Linked DNA regions of Anas platyrhynchos: region 2 is linked to region 1. Evidence: chromatin contacts called from public Hi-C data. All regions are on one chromosome and are shown on one strand. The core of a region is the stretch at or near the end of the contact, and the rest is flanking DNA. Distances in the headings are between cores, read along the strand shown. Region 1 holds the start of CSRNP1 (cysteine and serine rich nuclear protein 1). Region 2 has its middle 91 kb from the start of XIRP1.

What was found. A called contact is a pair of places that touch in the nucleus more often than the background predicts.
Region 2: a contact with region 1 is called in a Hi-C map of F1 follicle, with 3 times the contacts expected there. The contact joins the enhancer-like site here to the promoter of CSRNP1 in region 1. A contact is called at or near these places in 7 of 8 Hi-C or Micro-C datasets (F1 follicle, F5 follicle, liver and 3 more).

Annotation. Positions count from the first base shown.
Region 1 is chr2:154,111,195-154,117,042 of IASCAAS_PekinDuck_T2T, reverse strand. It overlaps CSRNP1 (cysteine and serine rich nuclear protein 1), which reads left to right and starts at 3,231. Exons shown (of 5, transcript XM_027450374.3): 1 at 3,231-3,401. It overlaps LOC110354577 (a long non-coding RNA gene), which reads right to left and starts at 17. Exons shown (of 3, transcript XR_002406691.4): 1 at 1-17.
Region 2 is chr2:154,267,947-154,273,794 of IASCAAS_PekinDuck_T2T, reverse strand. No RefSeq gene overlaps it. Among named protein-coding and RNA genes, the nearest start is that of XIRP1, 91 kb to the left of the region's middle. Within about 2 kb of position 2,519, at least 3 of the 8 cell types and tissues checked have an H3K27ac peak or open chromatin away from gene starts, as enhancers often do. A contact at or near this core is called in F1 follicle, F5 follicle and small yellow follicle, where this site is marked.

The DNA of each region.
Region 1 (5,848 bases), core at 1,982-4,481:
TCATCCCGGCCGTGCTTTGGGAGTTGTCGCTGTCAGGTGTTAGGGTTTTAGGTTTTACGGAGCATCCCCGGGAGAAGGCAGCATCATAACTCGAGGATTCTCACCACACTGCTTGGCGATGGCCCAGCTGAACTTGTGCGGCAAAAATATGGCAAAATAGCAAAATTGAGGAATGTCAGGTAAACCTGTGCTTTGTCTGCTGATGGAAGGGGTTTGATTACTTGGGGTCAAAAACCTGCAGCTCTTCGGAAGCTCCTGGTACCCTGTGGACATCTTTGGCTGAAGGCCGCAGCAACCAGAGCTGGAAGGAACCTGACGCCAACTCCCTGCTGCCCCCCAAACTCCAGGGTTTACAATGCCTTTCTTGCCACAGGGTAACTCACACATAACCCAGCAGGAGCAAAATTAATTAAAAAAAATAAATTTGTCCTCCTTCACCAGCCTTTTAATATCACTCTCAAAGCCCCCAGCGCACCTCTTCCTGTCCCACTAACCCTGCTGCTCGTAGGGCCTTGCACTGGCAGAGGGTGGAATAAAAATCATCACTTTTAATGTCCCTCCATCCCCCCAAAATGCATCTGCTGGTAGAGCCACACTGCGACATGAACCCCCAAAAACATCCCACCTCTTGCTGGTGGGGCCTTCTGAGAGCCAAGCCTTGCTTTATAGGGCCAATGGCCCTTGGGGGACAGCTCTTTCTTGAAGGGTTCCAACTTATTTGGTGGCCAACCCATGCCCATGGGGCCTAAATCCCTTTTGGGGGCCCAAATCCCCTTGGGGGATCAACCTTTGTTAATAGGGCCTAAACACCTTTTGTAGACCAAATCCCTTTGGGTTCAAAATCCCTTTCTGGGGACAAAAGCCTTGTTGCTGGGCCCATGTCTTTTTGGAGGGCCCAAACACCTTAAAGAGGCCAAACTTTGCTTGGGAGTCCCAACCCCTCTGTGGGTTCCAAATCTCTTTTGCTGCTCAGCCTGCTTATGATACCCAAGCTCTTTGTGGGGTTCAAACCCCTTTCAGAGGTCAATTCTTGATCATGGGTCCCAAAACACCTTAGGCCCAAACCTGCTAGCCCAGATCTTGGTATCTAAGCCTGCTTCTCAGGTCCCAAATCTCTTGTGGGGCCCACACTCCTCATGGGGCCCCAACTCCTTGTGGGAGTCAAACATCCGGGCTTGGTTAGCTCCCAACCTTTGGGTCCCAAAACCCTTGAAGGACCCAAACCCTTTGTGGGGTCCTTATTCACTCTGGTGTCCAAGCTGTGACCATGGATCCCAAAATCCATGTAGGAACCCCAACCCCTTGTTGGGCTCAAACCCATTGCCTGTAGGTCTCAAACCCCTGAAGGGACCCAAATGATATGTGAGGCCCAAATCCATTTGGGGGTTCAAGTTGTGGGTCCTGTGGGGTTGTTGCTTGTGAGTCCCCAAATGCCATGTGGGATCTGAATCCTCTGAGGCATCCAAACCCATTTTGGGGTCTCAGCATGGCTGTAGGTCCCCAGCCCCTTGTGGGATCTAAACACTGAGGCATCCAAACACATTTTTGGGTCTCAGAGTGGTTGTGGGTCCTCAACTCCTTGTGGGATCTGAACACCCTGAGGCATCCAAACCCATTTTGGGGTCCTTGAGTGATTGTGGGTCCCCAAATGCCATGTGAATTCTGAATTCTCTGAGGCATCCAAACTCATTTTAGGGTCCTGGAGTGGTTGTGGGTCCCCAAGCTCTTGTGAGACCTGAATTCTCTGAGGCATTCAAACCTATTTTAGGGTCCCTGAGTGGTTGTGGGTCACAAACCCCTTGTGGAGTCTGAGTATCTTGAAGCATCCAAAGCCATTTGGGGGTCCCAGTTTGCCTGTGGGTCCCTGATCCCTTGTGGGATCTGAACATCCTGAGGAGTCCAAACCCATTTTGGGGTCACAGGGTGGTTGTGGGTCCCCAAATGCCGTGTGAATTCTGAATTTTCTGAGGCGTCCAATCCCAATTTAGGGTCACAGAGTGGTTATGGGTCCCCAACCTCATGTGGGACCTGAACACACAAGAGGCATCCAAGCTCATTTTAGGGTCCCAGAGTGGTTATGGCACCCCAACCCCTTGTGGGGTCTGAATCCTCTGAGGCACCCATTTTGGGGTCCTGGAGTGGTTGTGAGTCCTCAAACCCTTGTGGGATCTGAATCCTCCAAGGCATCCAAACCTATTTTGTAGTCCCAGCATGCCTGTGGGTCTCAAACCCCTTGTGGGATCTGAATCTTCTGAGGCATCCAAACACATTCTGGGGTCCCTGAGTGGTTGTGGGTCCCAAACCCCTTATGGGGTCCGAGTATTTTGAAGCATCCAAAGCCATTTGGGGGTCCCAGTATGCCTGTGGGTCCCTGATCCCTTGTGGGATCTGAACACCCTGAGGAGTCCAAACCAATTTTGGGGTCACAGGGTGGTTGTGGGTCCCCAAATGCCGTGTGAATTCTGAATTCTCTGAGGCGTCCAATCCTAATTTAGGGTCACCGAGTGGTTATGGGTCCCCAACCCCTTGTGGGTCCTGAATGCACAGAGGCATCCAAGCTCATTTTAGGGTCCCAGAGTGGTTATGGCACCCCAACCCCTTGTGGGGTCTGAATCCTCTGAGGCACCCATTTTGGGGTCCTGGAGTGGTTGTGAGTCCTCAAACCCTTGTGGGATCTGAATCCTCCAAGGCATCCAAACCTATTTTGTAGTCCCAGCATGCCTGTGGGTCTCAAACCCCTTGTGGGATCTGAATCCTCTGAGGCATCCAAACCCAGTTTAGGGTCTGAGTGGTTGTGGGTCCCTGACTCTTTGTGAGATCTGCATCCTCTGAAGCACCCAAATCCATTTTAGGGTCTCAGAGAGGTTGTGGGTCCCCAAACCCTTGTGGGATCTGAATCCTCTGCAGCACCCAAACCCATTTTGTGGTCCCGGAGTGGTTGTGCATCCCCAACCCCTTGCAGGCTCAGAACACCCCGCGTCCCCCAAACCCATTTGAGCCCCACCACAGCCTTAACCCCCCGCACCACCCCACTTTATTTCCCCCATCGCCTCCCCACCCCCTCAGGGGCAGCGCCCCCGGCGGTGCGGGCGGGATGGCGGCGGCGGAGCCACCCCGAGCCGAGCTTCAGCGCCCCGCCCGGGGACCGGAGGAAAGAAGGAGGAGGAGGAGGAGGAGGAGGGGGGGGGGGGAGAAAGAGAAGAGAAGCAGGAAACCGGGCGGGCCCGGGGCCGAGCCGGCCCCGCTCCTGTCACCGCCTGCGTCAGAGCCCGGAGTTTTCCACTGACGAAAAAGGGCAGCGCGGCGCGGCGCAGCCCCGGCAGCGGCAGAGCGGGAGGCGCCGCGCCAGGCACCGCCACTGCAGCCGGAGCTGCCGCCGCCGCCACCCGCCGCCTCCTCAGGTAAAAGGGTTTGGCTGGGTTGTGTGGGGTGTTTGGGTTGGCATTGAGGGGTTTTGGGGTGAATCCGTCACGGGGGGTTTGGGGGAGCGGGGTTTGGTTGGGTGCCCCCCCCCCCTTCGTTCCCAGCCGGGCTGGGGGGGGACACATCGGGGACACAACCGGGACACATCGCGGAGCTCCCCGGACCTCTTGGTTAGGATGAGGAATGAGGAGAGTCTTGGGGAGGCCCTGCTGAGCCCCCCTTAAAAAGAAAAAAATTTAAAAATCATTTTTTTAATTTTTTTTTTTTTTTTTGGGGGGGGAGCGCGCCCCCCCCGCCAGCTCGCGGCGATGGTGAAATAAAACCGGGGGTGGCGGTGGTGGAGGGGGAGAGCCCGGCAGGCTCCCTCTTTCCCCAAACTCCCCGGCTCGGGGATGTTTTCCCGTCGCTACAGCAACACCTACCGGCGCCCCGACAGACCGACGGGCAGACCGACGGACGGGGCGCCCCCCCCCGGGGGGCTCCTTCACCGCCGACCCCCGGTGGGGAGCTCTCACACCGCACCTTGGGGAGGAAATAAGGAACAAGAGCAGCGAAAAAAAAACCCTCTCGAGTTCCCAAACCTCGCTTTAATTCCTCTTTTCTGGCTCCCCCCAGCGCCTGTCACCCCTCCGCCGTGTTTTCCCCGTGGGATGGGGCTGGCGTGCAGGGAGAAGCGGTGTCCCACAGCTAATTATTTTTTTTTTTTTTCATTTTTTAAAAATATATTTTTATTATTTTCTTCCCCTTGCTTTGGTGCCGGAGCGTTTCTCCCTTTAATAATTCAAGGCAGGGACCCGCGGGCGTACACACGGCCGGCAAGGTAACGCACGGCGTGTACCGAGGGCAGGACGAGGATGGAAACCCGCCGTGAATTATTCATCAGCTGTAATCAAATAGAGGATTTTCCTAGACAAAGCACGCTTCGCTCCTTTCATATTTATTGCGGTGCAATCTGCGCCGAGTACATCTTGAAGCCCGCTTGGTCCGGGCCGTGCCAGATAACCTTTTAATGCCTTCGCTAATGTTTCTTATTTACCCTAAGAGAAAGAAGGGCTTGGTGGCAAACCCCGCGGAGCTTTTTCTCCGCGAGCTTCCCAAAATATTGGCAGGAGCGAGCTCTTTTGCCCTGCTTCCTGGGGAAGGCGTTTCGCCCAGCCCCGCAGGAGAGCGCACTTGTGGCACCGCGAGCGGATCCCTGCCTCCGCGCCTGGGTCGTGCAGCGGCAGGAGAGGTTATTTTTAACCAGGGGAAGGTTATGAAACCTTAGACCCGGCCTTGGAGGGGGGAAAATCAGCTGGGCTGAGCCGGACAGCCCCCGAAACTGGGAAGAGACCCCGCAGGGAGGCTGCCCCAGCGGCAGCTGGGAAGCCACGGAGGTAAATATGGCAGGAATTAAAATAGTTAAATAAATGCACGGGCAGTGAGTCGGTGCCGATAGCACGGGGGTGACGAAGTTGCCTGGAGGCATTGCCAGGCTGTGAGTCGGTGAGGATTTCGGGGTGAGGATTTCGGGGTGCTCAGCGCAAGGCTCAGCACCGCGCCAGTTTTTGGCGATGCTCATGCCAAGGTCACCCGTACAAACCCCTGGAAAAAGGGGGGGCAAAAGACTCCCCCAGGGTTTACTGCGTGAGTCGTACCTGGCTGAAGTGGGTCTTAAACCAATATTTATCCTGGCTCTAGGCGTGGAGCTCGTGGGGCTGGGCTGTGACCTCGACCCCATGCACTGGGATGAGCCCACCTGGCTGCCTGGGGATGCTGGTGCTCCTAGAGCCAGGAGGTTGGCTCTGAAAATACATGCTTTTAGTGCATTGCACTGGTTGTTTGCTTTTTTTTTTGTTAACACAAGTTGCTTTGTGGAGGAAGAGTCTGCCTTCAGCTTGTGCGCAGATTTGGGATCCTTCCACCCTTTGGGATATTCCCTGGTTTGAAAAGAAGAAATTGCAAATATTGCCATGATACCCTGGGAGCTGGTTTGAGGAGCAGCAGAGCAAGCAAGGGTGCTCTGGGAGAGGTTTCCTTCGCCTGCCTTGCGTGGCAGTGTGCACTGCCCTGTAAAAAGTGCAGATAGGGCCCCAAAATCGGGCGCCGAACCTCCTTATCCGCGGTATCTCTTTGTGCAGCCTCTGAGAACCAGCCCGAGTGGCCGCTGATAGTGGTTTTGGTTGCCTTCCTGCTCGCTGGGCTCAACAAATGCCAAGCCTTCTTAAATCTAAATTACTCGAAATATTTACTGTTGATACGTTGTCCCAGAGGAGGATAGTTAAAACGTTAATTCTTCGCATTCCTGCGCATTAGGGCTTTACCCTGCAACTCGCTGGCCGCCAGAAATGGGACTTAGCAGATTCGCTTCCCTTCCCCTGCCCCCATTAGACACCCCCCCTCCCAAAAAAAAAAAAAAATAAAATGTAATGTTTGAAAAAAAAAA
Region 2 (5,848 bases), core at 1,270-3,769, 160 kb before region 1:
CCCACCTCTCAAATGGATTGTAAGGATTAAATCACAGAATCACAGAATCTCAGAATTTCTAGGTTGGAAGAGACCTCAAGATCATCGAGTCCAACCTCTAACCTAACACTAACAGTCCCCACTAAACGATTCTGTGGGTCGAGGTAGCCCAACATGAAGCAAGAGAATTTGACTTAAAATACAGGTGAGTCTGCACTGCCAGGTTGTATAGTCAGTTTTTGCTACAAAATATGTGGCAATAGGGATTTTTGAAGGAGTAAAGCTTTGCTTTGTAAAGACCCATGATGCTCTTGTGGCAAGACATATGCTCCAAGTTTCGCCTATCACGCAATGCACTTTCTTTTTATAATTCAGGAAAGCTACTTTGTTCTCCAAGAATATGGGGGTAAGCACTGAATGCCTGATAAACGTTAGTTAATCAAAATAATCTAACTTAGTTAGGTTTGGTTTATCTGTCAGGCTGATCAGTATTTATTTTTGTTGTTTGCAGAAGGAATAGGAGAGAAATAATAAAGACAGAAACATTTCAGTCTGCTCTAAATTACATGAAACCAGATTAGTCCTATAGTGGCAACTGGAACAGATATTGCTAATTAACAACAGCTTAAAATAGCCAGAAAGCAATGGTCTGTAATGAAACAAATAGAATTTCATTATTCCTAGAAATAGGGGAAGTGTTGTAGGGCACCAGATATCCACAGCAAAAGCCCATGATTCTTGCTGGAGCTTGCCTTCCATGACCATGTTCAGAATATTCATGTGTTCAGTTCATTTCCTAAAAGCAATTTTCACATGTGACACTTGAACTTTTTAAGTAGGAAGGTATATATTCATCTTCACTGGGTGTAAGTATCATGCTGGTGTGCTAAGAACTGTCAGAAAGACCTTTATTTTTGGGTCAGTAGAGATAAGAAAAGATCAAATCTCAGGGCTTGGAGCAGAGCATGGACCTACATGTGCTTATCTCCTTGAAACCAGCTAAAGTTTAGACCTCTGCAAAGCAGTTGGGTCCAGAATACCTCTGTGGATATCCCCAAAACAGCTCTATCCAGTTCCTTGGGTCTGGTGACCTTCTGATAATCCAATCACACGGTGATGGTATTATTGCCCATGCAGGGTGAGTATTTGTTTTGTTTTGGAAAAAAAAAAAAAAAGGAAACAACAGTGTTTACCTCATAATTCATGTATGTCTTAGTGGGTTAATAGAATGGAAAATGGTTCTTGGGTCATATGATTTGTGTGTGCCTCTGATTCTTTTCTCGGATAGACAAAATTCTCCTGGCCTTTGATATAAGACAGAAATAACAGCAGGAGGGAATTAATGAAAGAAAAACATATCCCAACGGGAAAATTTCACACTGGCCTGTGCACCTCACTCCCACGGGAACATACACTGAGCAGGAATCATGACAATTAGAAAGTGCCTGTTCATGTCTAGGTAACTGCACTTGGTCTGACAGTGGCAAACCCTTTCAAAAGCGCTCTGACCTTGGCTCTGGTCTTGCGTTTTCTCCCCAGACATGTAGCAATATTTTTTCCTACCTGTTTCTCAGCAAAACCATCCAGCAAGCCCTGGCACCATGAGGGCTGACCCTCCAGCCATCTGTTGGTAACAGCAGGAGCCTGCTGGCTGCCTTGTTGTGTGAAGCACATGGTGACATTCTAGCAAGAGGGACTTCTGCTTAGCAGTCGCCCTGCAGAAGACTGAATTTACTGGCTACATCTTAAAAGCTTCCACTGTAGTGCTGAGAGTAATGGGGATATACATTCCTTCTGGCCTGCTTGCTGCTGATTTGACATCATGCCACGTGGGGGAGGTGGTGGAAATAGGCAAATACTAGAAAATTAAAAATAAAAAGAATTTAAGAATCACTCTGAGCTGAAGGGGAGGAGAGCCAGGAAGGGAAATACCTTGGGCAGAGAATTAGGCTATTTCTGTATCCAAGCCAACAGCTCCTTACTTTAATATTTAAAACCCAGGAGAGCTGAGGGAAAGGATGCTGAGAACAGGTGAGATTTTTTCAAAGACACACAACTTCCTATGATTTTCCTTGGGTGCATTTTTCTAGTGAATACTGAGTTTTATTAGAAATGTGACTTTTGTTCACCCAGGAGAACATTTACACATTCAACTCCAAATTCCTGAAAAGCTTCAGCTCCAAAACAAAGTGGGGAAAGAAGCTAGAAAAGGAGGTGACACCAACCCATATAGCCAAAAGCCAGCTTTCATTATTGATACTTTTCTTACCAGAACCCAAAGTAAAGTGTTTCACTCTGAGTCAAACGGATTGTTCAAGGTGTATGGAGAAGAGAAAGAGAGGCAGTTTATGTTATGTTTACCTAAAAGGATTATAGTGAAGAGTTGCACAAGAAAAGAAGAGGCAGGGGGCACCAGTTGCAGAAGGAAAAAATCCTTTTGGACATAACAAAAAAGCTTTGTCTCATGAGAGCACTGAAGCACTAGAAGAAGAGCCCAGCAAATGACGTCTCAGACCTTGGAGATAACAAATACTCAATGGAGCAGGGACCTAACAACCAGGTCTGACCTTGAACCTAGACCTGCTTTGATCAGGGCATTGAGCTGCAGCCCTCCAGAGGTCCCTGCCAACCCAAATTATTCTCTAGTTCTGTGAAGCTGAGATAGAGATTAAATAAAATGAAGGAAAACATCTCCGCCCCCCCCCCCCCCCCCCCCCTCCCCCACTTATTCTTCAGCACAGCTGGAAACTGGTGTTCTTGTGCTTTGCCATGCCTTTTTGGTCTTAATATCTCTGACCCATGCAGGTACTAATAACAATTTCAGTCACTTTGCTTAATCAATTATGCTAGTTTGAAGTTGTTTCAGTCCTCAGTTATGCTGTCTGCACCAGTGACAGTGAAATCAATTACACTGCAATGAGAAGCACTCTTACTGCACTGCCAGCACGTATAGGGATGTCTTTTAATGCTAATGGGACTGGGAAACAAGGAAGACAGAGGCCAGACAAGGCACAAGGTAGGTCTAGAAGCTCACCAGAGGAAAAACAAGAAGTTAGCTGACACTTATGGTAAGCTTTAAGCTGGTTACTGAAGTGGCATGGTATATGCACATGGATTTGTTCCCTCAAACCGTCTTGTTGGTAGGAATGGCATATCCTGAGGTCCCAAGCCTGGCTATAAAAGGTCTGGTCCCGTTATACAAACCAGCAACATGATAGTCCACCAGTAACAGGTAAGGAGCCGTGTCCAGGTCTTTTTCTCAGAAAGGAATGATATATTTTTTGCCTGTTTGGGGATGGTGTGTGGGAATCCCAAGAGTCGTGGTTTGATTTCGGGGTCGGGAGCAATTTGGCACCACAGGCAGGGAAGTGAGTAGTCCATTGCACCAGGTACTAACAAGGTGTTAATAACGCTTGTCACACATTTGGATACTGTGGGATTTTGGGCCTGATCCAACTCACTCACTGCAGTGGGAAAGTCCATAGATTGACTTTGTTTGGTGCCAGGTCAAAACACAACCCTGTAAGTAACTGGAGGGTTCGGAAAGGGCCAGGACGCAGCGCTAAGTGAAACACTTGCCGCTGTGTGTGTCTTTGTCTGCACTAGCAAAGGCCCCGTTTGAGTGGATCCAGAAGGCTTTTGTCCCAAATATTTACAATTTGTTGCTAAAAGGAGCTGCTGAGTGTGACTTGGGGGCCTTCTCCCCACCTTTTAGCCTGAGGGAGGTGCAAAACAATGCAAGGGAGCTGCACTTCCTGCCAGGCCGGTCTCGGCCTGGGGAGGGGATGAAAGAAAACCAACCACAGACAGCAGATGTCCGATATTTTACTTAATACAGCCCACTGCGGGGGGCAGAAGAAGAACCTGCAGCAGACGGACCAGCTGAAAGCTCTGCTGGGGAACAGCCTTCCTACAGCTCTTGGAAAGGGCTGGGATGTGGAGCAGCCAGACCCTTGGCCACGTGCTGGGCTGCTGCAGCGAGCTCAAGTCCTCGCTCGCTGTGGGTCACCGCATCTGCTTTGACTTTGCTGCAGCCAGTGAAAAGAGCAGGGAGCTGGTCCTTTGTCATTTATTAGAGGAGGGTTATGTCTCCTCTGGAGTTTTGGAACCCTCCAGTGAATCACAGAGAAAGCTCTGTTCCTGCCCAGCGCTGCTCTTCTGTGGTTTCAAAAGAAACTGTGCAAAAATGTTCATTCTTTCATTTGTGGAGTCTGTCCCTATAGGACTTTATTGGTGTCTCTCATCTTGAATTCAGTCTTTTTCCTGGCTTAAAGATAGCTGGTAATTGACTTACAGCTTCCTCTCCACAGGAAATTACAGTACCAGACTCCCTTTTATGCTGGTGTGTAATGGAAATGTTCACATGGATTTGGGGGAAAAGGAAGAATTAAAAGGTGAGAGAATGATAGAAATCTGCCTCTGGTCTTGAGTCTGCTGTGGCTTGCCCTGATGAGAGGGGCTCGGATTTTGTCCTGATGAGGACGGTCACTAAGAAGAACTGTGCGGTGTTCATGGTCATTACAGCCCACGCAGGGACTCTCACTTGGGTCTGGGTAACTAGTGTTCCTGAAGTTTTCTTGCTTTTTCAGATGATGGCTGTTTCTCCTTGTCTGTTCCTAGAGAATCAGTAGAGAGAGGAAAAGGTCCTTGTGTTCAGTCCTGGCTGTATTCCTATTCCAGCTCAGAGTGTTACAAGACTTTCTTGGTCACCTTGAGTGCCCATGCAGAAAGGCATGTCTGCATCTTCTTGTGGATTGCGTCTCTCCATGGATTCACCAGCCACTGAACAGTGAAGGAGAAGACACTTCAAAGGCTCAAAGATCATACTTTCAGTGCAGGAAGAATGCTAACAAACCTACAGGAGAAGGAAACCAATGCTAACTATATTAGCTAAAACTACAAGGTCTTGCAAGGTTCATTTGTCAGGGCAAAACTGATCTCTGGGGATGGCCAGGAAGGCTGTTTCCCCTGTGGAAGTGGATTATACAAGCAGGTGCATGAAGCAGGTTTTTATGATAGTGTGCAGTAACAGCTGGAGGCCTCAGCACAGGATCGGGTTTCCTGGCTTGGCCCAAGATTATACATTACCACAGGGATTGCCAGAGATGTGCAATCTGGTTCAGATCAGATAAGAATATCTGCCTTCTCCCGCTGCCCTCCGTGGATGATACATCAGGACTGGCTCCCAGCGTGATTCTGTGGAGCCAAGCTCCATTCGCCTCGGCAGGTAATTTGGTCTGGCATATTGTAAAGCATCAGAGCCATGGGGGCTTTAACTCCTGTGGCCACAGCTGCTTGTGGTGGAGCTGGTGAAGGAGGCACCTTTGCCATTCATCGTGTGATCCAGCTTCCCCCTTTGTGGCCTCAGCAAGATGAGCAGCTACTACCCAGCTGTAAAAGGCTTTTTCCTTCCGTTTGGTTGTATGCAGATGGAGACTTGCTGTGGTACAGGCAAGTATGGACCACATGCCCATGGCTGTGTCACATTACTTGAGCATCTCTAGGTTGGCAGGTTGCTGTTCCCCTGTTATCCAGCTCTACTGAACCGCTTTCTTCTGATATATTGATTGTGGGGAAGGCTGGTCTGATAAATTTTCTTGATAGGAATCTAGACAGAAATAAAGCTGCCAAAACATCCATGCACAGGAAAGGCTTTTCTCTCATGCAATTATAAGTAGGAGGAGTGGTGATCTGCAGAAGGAGCCTTTGCATGATACCAGGTAAGCATGGCCCATAATCCACAAGCTCCTGTGGGATATCATCAGCCATCACCTTCAAAGTAAAGGGTCAACTCTGCCAAAGATTGCTATGATCCAATTATGAAACGGCACAAAGAGTCCTCCAGCACTTTACAAAATAGCACGGAGGT